4 separate regions of the Mus musculus genome follow, and regions 2, 3 and 4 are each linked to region 1. Evidence: chromatin contacts called from public ChIA-PET data. All regions are on one chromosome and are shown on one strand. The core of a region is the stretch at or near the end of the contact, and the rest is flanking DNA. Distances in the headings are between cores, read along the strand shown.

Region 1 (2,700 bases), core at 172-2,671:
ACTGTTCTCCAGGGAAGACAGACAGAAGAGTCCCCACCCCCACCCCCCACCCCTGGGGTGGACCCTGCTGAAGCAACCAGAGCCTGGGAGGAAGCAAAGAGAGAGAAAGAGAGATGAGAAACTGTCTTCAGGCAGGCAGCGTTCCTGTAAGTTTGTGTTGCTGTCACTCCTCCCCAGGCCAAATGCTTGGCACAGGCACCTGGGTTGTCCTCAGCCTGAGAAAGCAGAGGAAGACGACGGGAGGGTGAAGTGCACACGGTGGGCAGTCATTTCCTCCCATCGCTCATGGTCAGATGCCATCTAAGCAGACTGTGGGGACTCCCTTGGTCTTTCTCTTCCCAGACACTGTAAGAGCCACGCTTCCTTTGAGGCCACCCTCCACCTCTGCTTTAAGTACAATGCTGTCTGCCTTTCTCTTCGTGAGATCTAGTTGGTAAACAACAAAGATGAAGGCCAGCAAGTAGAAAAGGCATCTAATCTCAAGCTGCAATACTGAAATGAATCTGTCTGCGGAGGTTCCATTCCAGGAAGCAAAGAAAGAAGAGAGAGAGAGAGACAGAGAGAGACAGAGAGAGAAATCCCCTGAAGTCCTTGCCCAGGGTCCCCTGAATCTAGTAATAAGCGAAAGTGTGTCATCTTCGGGTTCTAGGGATAAGCTTTGCTTGAATGGTGCAAAGCTGGGACTGTTATCTGATCTTTCGAAGGAGCCCGTTGTCATCACATCACAGTGGCTCAGAAAACCCAGAGGGACAGAGCTGAATTTTGAGTCCAACACCCAGCTGTCACCTCCTTTTTTTTTTTTTTTTTTTTTTGGTTTATCTCCTTCCTCCCAAGGCAGCTAGAAACACAAATCCCAGAAGGTGATCGTAGATGAGGTTTGACAGATGGCTAAAAATGCAAGTGAGGGGTCCATCCTAGATGGTGGTGGTACAGGCCTCTAATCCCAGCCTTCGGGAGGCAGAGGCAGGCGGATTTCTGAGTTCGAGGTCAGCCTGGTCTACAGAGTGAGTTCCAGGTCAGGGAAGGTTATACAGAGAAACCCTGTCTCAAAAAACCAAAAAAAAAAAACCAAAAAAAAAAAAAAAAAAAAAAAAAAAAAAAAAAAAAGAAGCTAACTAGAGATCTAGAGATGCATGCTAATAGTAAAGCTCCAGCTGTGCACCAATACACACACACACACACACACACACACGTGCACGCACACACACGCACACACACGCACACACACACGCACATACACACACACACGCGCACACACACACACACACACACACACACACGCACACGCGCACACACACACACACACTCAAAGCTCAAGTACTACAGCAAAGTCAAAAACAGGAAGTGATGTAAGAGAGCAGAGCCCGACCAAAGACTTGAGTGTTTTGGTGGAGGGTGGGCGTGTATGAGCTCCTGGGAGTATTTCATTCTCTCTCATGCCTCTGCGTCTCTGTGTGACTTGCTTCATCTTTAAAGATGCAGAGGGATCCCTGGCTAGGGTCTCACGTGCCATCGTTCTAAGTTCTTACCTCACAGCTCACTATCCTATCTCCTGTGACCATGTGGCTGGTTTCTCTCACCGCTGAAGGCCTGGCCATGTTCTGATGTAGCTAGGACTGTGACTATTGAGTATTCCCTAGTGTACCTTGTCCTGACGAGTGAGGTTTCATCCATTTAGACATTAAGGAAGCAGCTGTATCTTCGTGGCTAAAAGAAAAACGTGGGCTGGAGAGATAGCTCAGCAGTTTAGAGTCCTCGCTGTATAATTATGAAGGCCAGAGTTCGGATCCCAGTACCCACAGAACAAGCAGGGCATTGAGTACATATCTATAACCCAAGCACTAAGAAGGCTTGCTGAGGCTGGTTGGATTTCAGTATAGCTGAGAAATTGTGGGCCTCGGGTTTGAAGAGAGAGAGAGAGAGAGAGAGAGACCCTGCCTCAAAGGCACAGAGTGATCAAGGAAGATATCTTCTGGTCTCTGCAGCATGTGCAATTAATTATATGTGCATGCACACATACCCGCACGATAAATAAATCACTAAAAAGCTGGGCGTGGTGACGCACGCCTTTAACCCCAGCACTCGGGAAGCAGAGGCAGGCAGGCAGATTTCTGAGTTCGAGGCCAGTCTGGTCTTCAAAGTGAGTTCCAGAACAGCCAGGGCTACACAGAGAAACCCTGTCTGGAAAAACCAACCAAACAAACAAAAACAACAAAAAAAAATCACTAAAATAACAAAAGGATGGCTTTAACATGAGAATAAATAGCAAAACTCCCACAAGGATGCAAATTCACAGGCAGCTAATCCTAAGATTTTCAATTATTGTGTGACTCGGCAGTTAGACTTGTTACTCTTCACGGAAACCCATGTTGGATTCTCGACGCTCATCTGGCGGCTTACAACCATCTGTGGCTCCAGTTCGAGGGATCTAATATCTCCTTCTGCTCTGCTGGCACGAGGTATGCACAGAGTACAAATACATACGTGTCAGCAAAACACCCATACACACACACACACACACACACACACCCATATACACACACTCACACACACATACACACACACATACACACACATACACACACACACATACACACACTCACACACACCCATATACACACACTCACACACACTCACACACACACACATACACACACACACACCCATACACACACACTCACACACATACATACACACACA
Region 2 (2,774 bases), core at 250-2,749, 590 kb after region 1:
TGGGTGTTTTGTCTGTATGTTTGTGTATGCCATGCCCAGGGAGGCCAGAAGGAATCCCTTGGAACTGAAGTTACAGAAGGTTGGAAACCACCTCGTAGGTGCTGAGAATTGAACCTAGGTCCTCTGGAAGATCAGCAGGCGCTCTTAACCGCCGAGCCATCCCTTCAGCATCTTTTCTGTTGTTGCTGCCTTGTCAGATTCCAGAGATTCTGGGTGCAAGCCAAGCCCATCACAGAGTCTATTGTTTTTTGGGTTTTTGTTTTTTTCTTTTCTTTTTTTTTTTTTTTTTTTTTTTTTTTGAGAAAACTACACTTAGGACTGAGGGGCTGAAAGATTTTGATGAGTAGCAATTTTGATGAGTCTCAGAGGAGATCCACAACTTGGTAAAATAAAACTTTGGCGATGAGTAATATCTGTGTTCCAGCTAGTGACTCCAGTGAACTGAGCCCTCAAGCTTAGAAGAACTGAACTTGCCTGAGAGAAGCAAGTAAGATCCTTCACACAAATGCACAGTTGGTTTGTGGGCTGTGGAAGGACGTAGGACGGACACTGGCAGGACAGACATCGGCAACTAGTTGACACACAGCCCTTCCTCCTTCTCCTGTGCAAAATGTAGGAGCTGTTTTACCGACTGAGTGGCAAAGTGTTGGTGCTTCACTGAAATATTGTTTTTCCTCAGTGACTTCAAAGCCCTAGAGACAATCAACAGTAGTTCCCATCTATACCAACACAGTGGCCCTTGCTATACAAAGTCATCTTAAAAGGAAAAATTTAAGAGTCAGAGACTTTATGATATTAATTACACTGTTTATATAGCTTTAAAAAAATCAAATTCTCTTTTCCTGGTGTGTGTGTGTCAGAGAGAGAGAGAGAGAGGGAGAGGGAGAGAGAGAGAGAGAGAGAGAGAGAGAGAGAGAGAGATTAAAAAGTGTGTGAGCTTTATAGTAATTTTGAATTCATAGTAAAAGTCAGTGGAAGGTATAGGCAGAGCAGCGCCGTGTATCTCCGCACTCCAGACATGTGTGCAGCCTCTCCCATTGTCTGGTTCTCCCATCAGAGAGACACATTTGCTGCAACTGGCAAATCCCTGTTACCATCTCAAGTTCTTGCTCAGCACTGTGCACGGGTTTGGAGCAAATGCATTCTGACAGCTCTCTCCAAGTACCGTAGTATACAGAGTGGTTCAGAGCCCTGGCCAAGCTCTTGTGAGGTATTTACTAATCCCTCCGCCCCTCCAATCTTCAATAATCTCTGTTTCTCCACTGTCTTCATGGTTGTACATATTCCATAACTTTATGAAATTGAAGTCATACAGCCTAGCCTCACACATTCAGCTCCTTTCCCTTAGTAATATGCATTTATGTCTCTTCTGGAACTTTTCATGTACTGATAACTCATTTAACCCTACTGGATGGGAATGATGTAAATGTCTACAATACCGAGTTTCTGGCATGGTAGAAATAGATGCCTTGTTGCTAAGAGCTAAAAATAACACCCAATCTGTTAAGTCTCGCACTAGCGTGACGTCAGCTGACTGCAAACGGCTGCCTATTGAGAATGTCTGTTTTGGTTGTATTTTGAAGTGATTTGGGGGACGGGATAGACCATGAAGCGAGCAATTGATGAGCTGAGCGCTTCAGCAGGCAAATGGTCAACTCGCTACTCAGTTCAACAAGTGACAGATATCTTACAGAATTCTGCGTCTGATGAGGGAGCATTTAGCAAGGAGTTCCTTTCTCTTTCTGATTTAAGTGACAACTTCCTTGATGAAGCACTGAGTAAAAGTGAAAGTGGTGATTCTGAAAATGAAAGACAGGGTGTTGGAAGCCAGGGGTGGGGGTGGGGGTGGGGGTGGGTGGGGACTGCCCGTGGCCCTCAACCAAGTGAGAGGGAGATTCTGGTGCCATCGAGGAGGGGTGGACTAGTGTAGTCTCCCCTCCCCCAGCCTGAAACCTGCTTGCTCAGGGGTGGAGCTTCCTGCTCATTCGGTCTGCCACGCCCACTGCTGGAACCTGCGGAGCCACACGTGCACCTTTTTACTGGACCAGAGATTATTTGGCGGGAATCGGGTCCCCTCCCCCTTCCTTCATAACTAGTGTCGCAACAATAAAATTTGAGCCTTGATCAGAGTAACTGTCTTGGCTACATTCCTTTCTCTCGCCACCTAGCCCCTCTTCTCTTCCAGGTTTCCAAAATGCCTTTCCAGGCTAGAACCCAGGTTGTGGTCTGCTGGCCGGACACAACAGACTAGGAACTTTGTGGCACCAACTGTGGATCTAAGCTTCAGTGTGGATGATAAAGGGCCAGTGAACATTCTAGGTCATTATCACTGAAGAAAGCAGGAGCATAGTTGGCCTTCTGTGCTGGGACAGTGTAGCACGCATGCTATGGAAGGATAACAAGCCCATCACCTTTATTTCCAGCTTCCACGATCCTACCAGAAATGGTGTTGTCAGTAGGAAGAAGGAAGGCACTGTTATTGAAGTAACCACACCAGAACCACAACAGGACCATGAAGCTTGCTACAACAAGCACACGGCGGTTTGGACAAGGATGACCAGATGATGGATACACCTTCGTCACTCATGTCCTCACTGCCGCTGGCCCCATCACTGCCAATGGCCACGTGTGTTCATCAGGTTCCTCATGTGGGCTTGTTGTAACTTCTGCACAACAAGGAGCTGCCAGACAGGGCTGGAGAGGTGGCTCAGCAGTTAAGAGCACTGTCTGCTCTTCCAGAGCACCCGAGTTCAATTCCCAGCAACCACATGATG
Region 3 (2,985 bases), core at 204-2,703, 940 kb before region 1:
ATTCAAACTACGAAAGTGGCCCACGGTCTCAGCAGTGCTCTTCCCCGATTCTCTCCCATGTGCCAAAGGAAAACAAATGGACAGGTGGTGCTGCCACGGAGCGTCGGGGAACCCGACTCCGAGAGTGAGAGGCGGAAAGGAGCGTGACGCTCCTTCCAAAACGCAATCTCGGAGGACGGAGCAGCTGGATTGTCCCCACTACGGCTTAGTAGGAAGGCCGGCGGGCAGGCCGGCGGGCGGGAGGGGAGCGTGGCAAGGCGAGCGTGGCAGGGCGAGTGGCTACGGTTCGCCCGGGGGCTGACTCCCAAGCCCGGGAGAGCAGCGCTCGGCTCCAGGTGCTCGGCCCCATTCCCTTGAAATTAAGCAAACAGGTTTCGGCCAAAACTCCAGGGGTGGGAGGTGCGGGACGCGACCCGTCCACCCCGTTAAGGACCGTGCTCTCCCCGGGAAAATAAACAGGTCCCGTCGGACTCGGGAGCCGACGCGACTTCGGAGCGCTCGCCTTGGGCGAGCAGCCACCACCACCACCGCAACTGCCACGGAGCCCGGCGCGGCGGGGAGGGCGAAGCGCCGCCGAGCACACGGCGGAAGTCCACGGCTCCGCACGCCGCGACTCCAGTCCCCGGTCCCCCGGTTCCCCGGTTCCCGGGGCCGCCTTGCTGGTGGTGGCCCAGGAAGGCGCGCGTGCCGGGGCCTGGGGTCTTAGCCCGACGCCGCGGGCGCCCCGGCCGTTCCCGGCCTTCGCCGCCGAGCACCACCCCCCCCCACCACGGCCGCCGAGGCCCGCCGCCCACCTCGCCCCACGGCCGCCGCCGCCGCCTCCGCTCCGCCGGGCTGAGTCAACGCCGGCCGGGGGGAGGGAGGGAGGGAGGGAGGACGGGCGGGCGCCCCGCGCCTCACGCCTCACGCCGCCCCCCGGCCGCCCGCACCCTCACGCCTCGCGCCACCAACGCCGCTCCCGACCCCTCAAGCCCCAACGCCGACACGGGCAACCCCTCCCCCGGTCCCCGAGACTCCCGTCCGGGGCCCAGGGGACTGTGTTACCTTCTGCCCCACCAGAGGTGCCCCTGGCCTGGGGGTGCCGCTGCGCTCGATCCCGGGAGGAGGTTTTCGGTACTTTGAATAATCCCCTTTTGCCGCTTTTCCCTCCCCCACAACCAGTCTCAGTCCCAAAATGGCGCCGACCCGATCCGCAATGTTCTGGGCCAAGTCTCGCGAGATCGTGGAAGGTGGCGAGGGAGGGGGGACGCAGCGGAGAGGTTGAGAAGTAAGAGGAGGGAGGCGGGGCGAGGGGAAAAGAGGAGGAAGAAAGGGTGCGGAAGCCGCGGTGCAAACGAACCCACTGGGCGGAGCCGGAGGAGGAGGGCCTCCACCACAGAACCTTCTGGCCCAAGTAGCAGCTCACGCCCCAGGTCAGGGAAGCTCCGCCCTCTACGTCGGCGCCTGGGGGAGAGGAAGGGGCGGGGCTAGACCGGGGGCGGGGCTTTGAGGAGGACCCGGAGGCTGGGCCTGGCGCGGGGGAAGGGCGGGGGCGGGGCGGGGGGCGGGGCGGGGAGGCGGAGTCTCGGCGCGGTGACGTCAGGAGCAGCTGGAGCCGGGGATTACCCCCTGCTGCTGACGTGAGGACGGTGAACAATCCGGAACGTTCGGTGGAAGGGGGAATTCCCGTCCGTTCCCTGAGGAGCGCCTCTGTGCAGCCGCGGGCCCTCCCCGAGCTCGGGAACGGTGGGGTGGAGAGGACGAGCGCAGGCGGTCCGGACGGGCAGGCGGGCTCGCAGGGCGTGCGGCGCTTCTGAGTCTGCCCGGCAGCGCCGCGCAACCCGGAACGGCCGGCGGCGGGCGCCGTTCGTTCGGCTCCGCCTGAAGCCCGCCGTGGCTCGCAGGCCGCTCGGCGCGGGCCCTGAGCGCTCCGTGGGCGGAGCCGGCCCTGCCTGAGTGATTGGGCGCCGCAGTCGCGCGCCACGCGGAGCGTGCGGGACGTTAACACGCGGAAGCCGGGTTAGGGAGGCGCGCGAGGCTCGGCTGCAGCCACCGTTCCCCCGGAGTGCGAAGGGCTGCCAGAGAGCATCGCGCTAGTAATTCCTATTTCTAATAACTCCAAAGGAGATGGATTATTTCATCAGCGTTGTCCTGGGTATCCGCATAGCACAAACGATTATTTAAAAAAAAAAAGTTACGGTATTCACTTTCTCTACATATAGCCAAAGGTTCACTCTGGAAAGGTTGGAGATTTAATTCTAAAAGGAAAAAAGTAGAAGAAATGAGGGAGAAGCGTCCTAAAGAGGGAAAATCACCGGAGCGTCATTTCCCAGAAACTTTTTATATGCATTATAGGGTTTGTAGTTTAGTGCGTTACCCCTATAAGTTCGCCGAATGTAAACTCGCCTTAATTTGTACCTCAATCTTTACCCATCTTGCCCCCTAGGTACAAAGGGAAAAAGGGCTTAAAACTAAAGGATGCTTTTTTCAATCGTGCCAATGTCTAAGATGTGTTTTCCTCACTTTTTACATAAGCTGGTTTCATATTTTAGAAATGATCCAGTTACTCCCTGGACCTTGACTACTCAACCTACCCGGTTTAAACTTCCGTTTGTTTTAGGTGGGTTTGAATATGGGTCGAGTGGGGACGGGAGAGGCAAGGATTCGTGTTGCTTTCTCTAAAGAGCTATGTAGAGAACCTTGAACGCCCGATCCTTTTGCCTCTGCTTTACAAACTCTGGGGTCACAACCATGCCCCACCCCGCCCAGCTCTGTTTTAAGTCTTAATCCAAACTCTTTCCACTACACGAGACCTGAATCCATAAAATTAACGTATATTGAAAAAGAACTTGGGTTGCTTTTGAATTTAGCTCGGATCTCAGCTATGTAACCCAAGCTGGCCTGGAGTTCTCCTTATCCCTTCAAAGACACACCACCTGGTTTCTATTTCTAAGAATTGATATCAAACTAGGCAGAACAGGAAGAGGAGGGAATGCATGGGGACAT
Region 4 (2,788 bases), core at 33-2,532, 770 kb before region 1:
ATCTGGCTTTTACTCTCTGCCCCTTCTTGTTTGATGTTTCTTGAGTCTTGGCATGGTGGTGGCAATACAGATGTACCCTTAAGAGCTGGGCACTGTATGGTAACTTTTTCCTAGCATTTGAACCAGTTTTGAGTCTAAATTAGCCATGCAACCAGAAACTCCTTCGAACAAAGCTAAGTTCTGCACTAATCTATGAGTGAAACCATTTATAGGGAAGTTTGACACCATGTCAGAAACAATAGTTATAGGTTGCCAAATTTTTATCACTATATCATGGGAAATTGAAACTGAAACTTTGGGGCTGGTGGCATAGAAGTACAATCTGTCACCGTCATAGTTAGGGCTTCTGTCGCTAGGATGAAACATCATGACAAAAGCAAGTTGGGGAGGAAAAAATGTATTTAGCTCTGCTTCCACATCCATAGTCCATCGCTGAAGAAAGGCAGGACAGGAATTCAAACAGGATGGGAACCTGGCTGCAGGAGCTAATGCAGAGACCATAGAGAGAGACTCCTGATTGGCTTGCTCCACATGGCTTGCTCATCCGTTTTCTTATAGAATCCAGGACCACCAGCTCAGGGATGGCCCCACTCACATCAGACTGGGTCCTTCCCCCATCAATCACTACTTTAAAAAAATTTAGAGGCTTGCCTAGAGCCCCATCTTATGGAGGCATTTTCTCAGTTAAAGCTCCCTCTCAGATGACTCTAGAATGTGTCACGTTGACATAAAATTAGCCAGCACATTTACCATAAGATGTTTCTTGGAAGCACTTATTATAGATAAAGTTCTTAGACAGTTCTTTGGGGGTAGACAGGCTCACTCTCATTCATTCACACTTTCCTGGGTCTGAGGTCTGCCGGGCAGGATGTGGTTAAATACTGTGATGGAGATTAAGCTTGAGTATTGCCTTCAACACTCTGAATCATTGTAGAAGAGAGGCTCCTCCATCACCTAACCCACATTTGCATGGCTAATTATTTGCTTTACAGAGAACCTCCCTCAGCTCTTTCAAGTCAATGAGCCAGTACCTGAGTTAGACAAATATGTAAGGAGCCTGTTTAGAATAAACTTATAGAATGCTATATATCTTGCAAGTTGCCCTTTGAAGGTCTCAACGTCGTAGCTAACTGGTAGGTTTCATTCATCAATCATCACGGAAAACAAGGCAAAGTCCACATTTTAAATTTCAGAAGCTGCCCACCTGCTGTGCTGGTGACAGACACTTCTCTGGTCTCACTGACATTATGCAATCCTGCAGGGCACGCATGGCTTATCTTCCTCCTGCAATGTAGGTTGTATTTAATCGATTAACTAGACCTAACCCGAGAACGAATGCGTGGTGCTGTCAGATGCTCCTCTCGGGATGATGAGTGATCTTTCGATTCATGCCCTCAGCAACTGGTTTCCAAGACGGAGAACGTTCTGAGCAGTTGAGGGCACAGAGAGCAGGTTCTGTGCTCAGTTGCTGGCATATGCAGGAGATATTTTCAGACATACAGAGGCTAACTAAGAACATGCTTCCATAAACATTTTCAAGAATCAGGATCATACGCAAATGTTATCAAAATATTTTGGTTGGCAGCACTTGACTTTGGTTTAAGCTATTTGGATGGATAAATAGAATCCAAAGACAGTCAGTTTAAGTGTTTCATGGGGCCCAATTTCATAAGCTGTCCTCACTATCAAGAGTGGCACAAGAGACAGAGAGAGAGAGAGAGAGAGAGAGAGAGAGAGAGAGAGAGAGAGAGAATTTGAATGATAAAGCCACGCCCTTCTACCCCAGTGCAGGGAGACGATTAGGCTTCAGCTATATCTTCTCAAAGGAGTGTTTTGGTGGCTCTGCGGCAAGTGTGATACTTCCTAGAAAGATAAGAAAGATAAATCATTTGTTGGTTTGAAATAGCAACCTAGTCCCTAACAGACAAAAGCCAAGTAGATTCATCATACAGCTTTAGTATGAAGTATTGGAATGGATTTAGCCAGCAAGCAGAAGCTATGTGTGGCCTTTATTTGGGGCTTTACCTAAGGAATAGGATGTAGCTACTTCAAGGCTGGATTAGCTTGAGTCTTGACAACGGGATAGGTAGCTTCTCTCCTACAGTTGGTGGAGAGATGCATGTCCTTCACTGTGACTTCATGAAAAGATGTTCTAATGGTCTCAGGGGTCTCCATCTGTCTGGGACTGGAAGCTTACCGCCGTTCCTTCAAAGCACTGGCATGCAACGCTGACTTCTGAGGAGAGGACACATCCCTGAGGAACCCTTCATGTATCCTGCTGTGTGAGCCCAATGATGCACCAGTCACTCTCACTGTTGCATAATATCAGACAAAAGCAGTTTAAGGCAGGCCTTATTATGGCTCACAGGTGGAAGGTCCTGTCCATCACGGTGAGGAAGTCACAGCAGGGCAGCAGGAGCTTGGGGCAACTGATCACGTTTGCAACAGCAGTTAAGAAACAGAGAGATGAAGGTCCATACTCAGTTTGTTTCCTCCAGCCTATAATAGTCCTGCTCAATGCTAAAGTGTGTCTCCCTACCTCAACCAACTTAATTTAGACATTCCCTCATAGACAGGTACAGAGGTTCACCTCCTAGGTGATTCTGGATTCTGTCACGTAGACAATCAAGGTGACAATCAAGGTGAAGTATCACAGGTATAAGCTGAAATGTGGTTGGCAAACGGGGCTATCCAGAATAGAGGTAGTAGCTGCCTAGTGTCGCAAATCGGTGCTCTATGCTCTTTGCTCTTTACAGGGAAACCCTAGGATGTGTCTATCTTCTTTTAT

Evidence for each region. ChIA-PET counts read pairs in DNA pulled down with a chosen protein or histone mark.
Region 2: a contact with region 1 is called in an RNA polymerase II ChIA-PET map of memory CD8 T cells, with 21 read pairs. The contact joins two enhancer-like sites. A contact is called at or near these places in 2 of 115 datasets of contacts at active chromatin or transcription factors (memory CD8 T cells and thymic regulatory T cells).
Region 3: a contact with region 1 is called in an RNA polymerase II ChIA-PET map of memory CD8 T cells, with 116 read pairs. The contact joins the promoter of Gpbp1 here to the enhancer-like site in region 1. A contact is called at or near these places in 1 of 484 Hi-C or Micro-C datasets (regulatory T cells), 6 of 115 datasets of contacts at active chromatin or transcription factors (embryonic hindbrain, memory CD8 T cells, microglia and 3 more) and 1 of 9 other capture datasets (adipose tissue).
Region 4: an RNA polymerase II ChIA-PET map of memory CD8 T cells shows a contact between it and region 1, with 20 read pairs. The contact joins two enhancer-like sites. A contact is called at or near these places in 3 of 115 datasets of contacts at active chromatin or transcription factors (embryonic stem cells, large pre-B cells and memory CD8 T cells).

What each region holds. Positions count from the first base shown.
Region 1 is chr13:112,426,325-112,429,024 of GRCm38.p6, forward strand. No RefSeq gene overlaps it. Among named protein-coding and RNA genes, the nearest start is that of Gm33905, 16 kb to the left of the region's middle. Within about 2 kb of position 1,422, at least 78 of the 459 cell types and tissues checked have an H3K27ac peak or open chromatin away from gene starts, as enhancers often do. A contact at or near this core is called in memory CD8 T cells, microglia, regulatory T cells and 2 more, where this site is marked.
Region 2 is chr13:113,011,747-113,014,520 of GRCm38.p6, forward strand. No RefSeq gene overlaps it. Among named protein-coding and RNA genes, the nearest start is that of Mcidas, 19 kb to the left of the region's middle. Within about 2 kb of position 1,500, at least 103 of the 459 cell types and tissues checked have an H3K27ac peak or open chromatin away from gene starts, as enhancers often do. A contact at or near this core is called in memory CD8 T cells and thymic regulatory T cells, where this site is marked.
Region 3 is chr13:111,488,674-111,491,658 of GRCm38.p6, forward strand. It overlaps Gpbp1 (GC-rich promoter binding protein 1), which reads right to left and starts at 1,454. Exons shown (of 13, transcript NM_028487.5): 1 at 1,045-1,454.
Region 4 is chr13:111,655,184-111,657,971 of GRCm38.p6, forward strand. No RefSeq gene overlaps it. Among named protein-coding and RNA genes, the nearest start is that of Mier3, 30 kb to the right of the region's middle. Within about 2 kb of position 1,283, at least 57 of the 459 cell types and tissues checked have an H3K27ac peak or open chromatin away from gene starts, as enhancers often do. A contact at or near this core is called in memory CD8 T cells, where this site is marked.